Linked DNA regions of Mus musculus: region 2 is linked to region 1. A link is a contact called in public HiChIP or PLAC-seq data. All regions are on one chromosome and are shown on one strand. The core of a region is the stretch at or near the end of the contact, and the rest is flanking DNA. Distances in the headings are between cores, read along the strand shown.

Region 1 (2,738 bases), core at 164-2,663:
ATGTTTACTTCTTCTTTTAAAACAACAGTTGTCCCTTACTTCCTATGCCTTCTTTTCTCCATTATAATCATGATGAGCTATGAGCCAGGCCAGTTTCCTGAATAAAGACAGTTAGGGTCATAGGCCCTCTGGGAGTCTCACTCTTTCTTTGAAGGATGACTACCTGGAATGCCATCAGAGGGAAGTCACAAAACGTACTCTTTATCCTGCAGGATAACTTGAAGGATTTAGGACATGTTACTTTAATTTCTAGCCATTTCCCCCAGGCTCAATACAAATCAGACATCAACCCAGCTTCCACAGTGTCTCTGATCTCACCAAGACTGCATTCACCCTTCCTGAGAAAATGCACATACCACTGAGATTAATCATCACTGGGGCAGGAGAAATAATCTTGGTCAACCCCTATCCACTCATATCTATTTTAAATAACTGTTATACTACCACCTTTGAATGAATCCCTAAACACTTCAGTTTTCTTTATAAGTAAATGAATTATGAGCTCAAACTCCCTCAGGGACTTCCCAGCGAATGGGAAACGGCTGTAAGGCAAAGGAAAAAAGTAACGATAAAAGTTAAGACTCGACTCTCCACAGAAACCTTTTCAGTATTATTTTGGTAACTACTGTAATAAGCAGGTCAAATTTTAAAGTTAATTATTAAAACTCAATAGCTTGGTATGACAGTGCCCTGGAATAGTCCCAGTGCTGGAATGGCTGAGACATCAGAATTGTTTGAGCTCGAGGTCTTAGGCAGTCTGGGAGTCATAGAAAGACTCCTTCAGTCGAAAATTAATAAATAAACGAATAGATAAATAAATAAATGAAAGTAGAAAAACGGAAAAGAGTAATCAGAATGCATTTCATCCACGCGTGCAACTGACAAAGAACAAAATGTAAGGTCAAAGGCAAAACATAACGATAAAAATAAGATTCAACTCTCCACAGAAAGGTTAGAAAGGGAACCCAGAAAGTAACAATACACCTAAAATTGAGAAACTTTAGGCCCGGGGTTGGGGTAGGTGCTCTTCAGTCCCCTTGAAAACTTCTCCACTGTGGGGCTGACTGTCGTTCAGGCAGTTTAATCTATCCATTCAAGAAGTCTTATCCTTTCCAAACAGTTGGAGCAAACAGGTTTGGACTTTATCCTCCTGCTATCACCGCACCGCACAAGCTTCTGGAGAAATGACTGAACTGTCAGTCCTTGTTTCCTCCTCACTTTCACAACCCACACCACGCGGTCCCCCTCGCCCCCACGCCGAGCCCCACAGGGCCGCCACTCGCCCCCGCGGCGCCTAGCACACTCCCGGAGCTTCCCCGCACTCCGCTCACCTCGCGGTCCCTGGCGGAGCAGCAGCCGCGCCAGAACTCGCACACACTCAGACCTGCACACGCTCGCCCGCCAGGAGCGTCTGCCCGCCCCGCACAGGCGCCCGACCGCCGTGACGTCAGCTCGCGCCGCCCCGCAGCTCGCCGGCAGGAGAAGCCGGTCCCAGGAGCAGCTGGACACATGTGGGCGGGGGGCTTCCTGTGCTGCACAGGCTCCTGGACGGAGGGCGGAGAGCGGAGAGCAGAGAGCCCCGGGTCATGGCGGAGGCAAGGCGCTGACCTGCGATAAGAAGCCTCGGAAAGAAAATATACTCAGAGTACCTTCACCCTGTGAACCTGGAGGACCCACAAGATACCCAAGATGCAATTTAGGCAAATTACTATTATAACTGTGGCAGGCTGGGCTTTGTGTGGACTCTCCCGGGATTTACGGAGATGGGGTGGATGGCCTTTTGATGAGAGGAAGAGAGCTGCTCCTAAAATGATCTGATTCCCTACTTGTTTGGGAACTTTACCAGGCAGCTGCCCAAAATGGAAGGGTCCTATGCTAGAAGTTGGGGACTTCACTTAGGTGGCTGTACAGAATGCCATAGGGAAAAAAGACACTGGAAGACACCAAATTCATCTCATGAGGGTAAAACCTCCTAAATCCAGGTAATCCCGAGAAACACAGCTATGGCTACAGTCTTAGGGTTTCTATTGCTTTGATGAAACACCATGACCAAAAGCAACTTGGGGAGAAAAGGGTTTGTTCTGCTTACACTTACACACCATGGTCAATCATCACATCTCTCCACCTCCCCCTTCAATTATTTTAAATTTTTAATCGAGAAAAATAAATGCATGATCAACTTCTACTCGGGTCATGTTACAAGAAAAAAGTACTGATCATGAGTTTCTCTCCTTAGGAAATCAACAGCTACAATGACTGGCTACATTTTTTTGTCACTGGGATAAAGGTCCCTTTTTCATGTCTTGGTCTTGTTAATAAAAGATTCAATGATTGACACCATGGTCAATCATTGAAAGCAGTGAAGGCAAGAGCTCAAACAGGGCAAGAATCTGGAGGCAGGATCTGACGCAGAGGCCATGGTGGAGTGCTGCTTACTGGCTGTATCATGGCTTGCAAAGTTTATTAGTTTGTTTTATAGAACCTAGGACCACCAGCCCAGGAAAGTCTCCCACCTGCAATGGGCTGGGCCCACCCCATTCATCACTAATGAAGAAAATGCCTTAAGGGCTTGCCTATAGCCAGATATTAAGGACACCTTTTTTCCAATTGAAAGCCCCTCTTCTCAGATGACTCTAGCTTGTGGCAAGTTTAATAACAAGATAGTCCAGGCACTTGACCCTTTGTGAGCCAGACACATCAACACAACACTATTTAACAATAACTTTTCTTTTTTTAAC
Region 2 (2,738 bases), core at 150-2,649, 37 kb before region 1:
TCCTGGTAAGGTTCCTGTGCGAATTGAAAACAGGGATGCAAAATCTACCTGTAGAATCGTATTATTCACAACTAAAGAGTGGGAGCAACACAAAATTTCAGGAACAGGTAATTGGATAAACTAGATGGATAGATAGTTAAACAGATAGCTAGACAGGTAGATAATGCACAAACACACATTGTGAACTAAATCAGCCTTATGAAGGCAAGTCTTACTAACTAAGCTGCAAAATGGATTAAGACATTACACTAAGGGATAAGTCAGTCATCAAAGGACAGATATTTACGACTCCACATATAGTAAGTCTCTACAGTAGTCAAATTTAAGGACACAGAGTAGGATGGCGCTTCCCAGAGGGAGAGATGAGGTGGGCACTGAGTAATTACTTAATGGATATGGCGGATGCATTGAAGAAAGTGCTCATCTGCAGTTGGATGTTGTCAGCACAGTAGTGTCAATGTTATTAATGCCATGGAAGTACATACTTAAAACTGGTTAAAAAGATATACTTATTTTTATATGGTTACATCAATACATACATATTTATGAGATTTGTGTGTACGAAAACGCCAGCTCTGCCAGTTTTCAAGTTCCGACTGTGATGGTTTGTATCTATTTGGCCCAGGGAGTGGCACTATTAAGAGGTGTGGCCTTGTTGGAATAGGTGTGTTATTGTGGGCATGGACTTTAAACCTTCCTCCTGGCTGCCTGGAAGCCAGTCTTCTCCTGTTTGACTTCTGAATAAGATGTAGAACCTCAGCTCCTCCTGTACCATGCCTGCCTGGACACTGCCATGCTCCTGCCTTGATGATTATGGCCTGAACCTCTGAACCTGCAAGCCAGTCCCAATTAAATGTTGTCCTTTAAAAGACTTGCCTTGGCCATGGTGTCTGTTCACAGCAGTAAAACCCTAACTAAGAAGTTGGTACCAGGGAATGGGGTATTGCTGTGATAGGCCTGACCATGCTTTTGTTTGGAAGAATGTGGATTTTTGGGACTTCAGATTTGGAAAGCCATGGTAATTTTTATCCTACAGAATGGGGAAAAAATATCCAAATTTACTTACCTATTTTGCATTCCAGCGGCATCATATTTCAGATCAAAGTAAATGGCACCAATAATAAGCCCCAGTATGACTGTAACAATTAACTTTTCAAAAAGAAAAATGAAAGAAAGAATGTCCATTAGAGGTTAAAATGCTTGCATCTTATTATTTTAAGATACATTTACAAAATCCAATCTCATAAGTATTTTAGACAGTAGGTTACAATTGGTTCCTGATAAAATATGGAACAGTGTATGTTACTAGACTACTTTTCACATTAAGCTGAAAATGAAAGCATTTGCTGCCAGGGAACTGACAAGTCAGCAGGGTGGGTAGGCCCTAGATCTACCAGTCATGGCCAGTGAAGTCCCAGGTGACACACTGGGTCCATGTACAGTACATAGGGCAACCTCAAAGGTTGTTTGAGACCAAACCAAAGTTTCAGAGTCTAAAAGCTTTGATCTGTAATGAACTAAGCTTTCCTGCTAATAAACAAAAAGTTTCACACAAGAATGAAAGCACGATGCCTTTTCTGTTAATGTTAAAGATAAAAAAAAAAATTAAAGCACACAGGAATAAATTCTGACAATGGAATTTTGGATGCTAAGGAAGTTAGAGTGAACTGGGCCCCACCTAAGCGAGTTTTAGAGAGTCCATGCCTGTGAAGTGTCACTGTCACAATGAACACAAACGAATTCATCCATCCACCTTGCTATTTTTGGGCGTATCCAAGCTTCTATTACCTGTGTCCTCTCTCATTGCATGTCCATCCACATCAGCAAGCTATGCGCCTATGGTTACCACAACATACCTGAGTTGCTAATTCTCTACATCCTCACATACATATCCATCTGTGCACCTACTCTATATGTGCATCAAGGAGACTGCATCAGGATCACTTTGGAGAAAAATTCTTTTAAAGATGATTCAAACAGCAAGGGGTGTAGTTTGGAATAGTGAGTACTCCTAAAATTATACTTTGGAAGACTACACTTACTTATATATGTGCAAACTATGTACTGATAGAGCTTTCAGAGTTTATTTTATAAGCTTGGCTGGCTTATGAAAGTGGTGCATAATATTATTTATCTAAAGGATTCTATTTATTAATATATTATTCACAGGTAATTTTAAAATATAATATTCGTCTAAAGAAAATGAAATATTCATTTATATATCTTGGATTTTCAAAACTGAAAAAAAATCTTAGTGCTTTAACAGTATCAAAATATAAAGTACAGCTTGAACAGAACTAAAAATAGTTATGGGCATACATTTAATGTTCTATGTAGCAAACACATTTGTATATATGAAAAAAGCCAAGTCTTCTGGTTCAAAAAATGAAGTGTGTGTGTGCATGTGCACATACACACGAGTGTACATGAGAGCAGACACCCAAGGAGGCCAGAAGTGTCAGCTCCTATTGGAGCTTGAGTTAGACATGACTGTGATTTCTCTAATGAGAGTGATATAGTAAACTTTAGTCCTCTGCAAGAGAAGTATATGGTCTTTAACCCCGACGGTATCTCTCCTGCGTGACATACAGTAATTTGTGAAGGCCATATTTGGCAAGAAGCAAGGTAAATTAGAAAAAGAGAATCATGAACTGTGAAGACTGGTGTGGAAATAACATATTCGGGAAAGAATGACAAATCTCTTTGATATTAACGTATAAATTCAGGATGGGGAAACC

Evidence for each region. HiChIP or PLAC-seq counts read pairs in DNA pulled down with a chosen protein or histone mark.
Region 2: a contact with region 1 is called in an H3K4me3 HiChIP or PLAC-seq map of intestinal villus epithelium, with 13 read pairs. The contact joins the enhancer-like site here to the promoter of Abcg2 in region 1. A contact is called at or near these places in 1 of 39 promoter capture datasets (embryonic stem cells), 1 of 15 datasets of contacts at CTCF or cohesin (CD8 T cells), 5 of 484 Hi-C or Micro-C datasets (cerebral cortex, embryonic stem cells, megakaryocyte-erythroid progenitors and 1 more), 7 of 115 datasets of contacts at active chromatin or transcription factors (CD8 T cells, embryonic fibroblasts, embryonic stem cells and 3 more) and 3 of 9 other capture datasets (adipose tissue, liver and pancreatic islet).

What each region holds. Positions count from the first base shown.
Region 1 is chr6:58,639,221-58,641,958 of GRCm38.p6, reverse strand. Abcg2 (ATP binding cassette subfamily G member 2 (Junior blood group)) reads right to left here and starts at 1,413. Exons shown (of 16, transcript NM_001381927.1): 1 at 1,332-1,413.
Region 2 is chr6:58,676,687-58,679,424 of GRCm38.p6, reverse strand. It overlaps Abcg2 (ATP binding cassette subfamily G member 2 (Junior blood group)), which reads right to left. Exons shown (of 16, transcript NM_001381927.1): 10 at 1,067-1,149. Among named protein-coding and RNA genes, the nearest start is that of Abcg2, 38 kb to the right of the region's middle. Within about 2 kb of position 1,399, at least 7 of the 459 cell types and tissues checked have an H3K27ac peak or open chromatin away from gene starts, as enhancers often do. A contact at or near this core is called in intestinal villus epithelium, where this site is marked.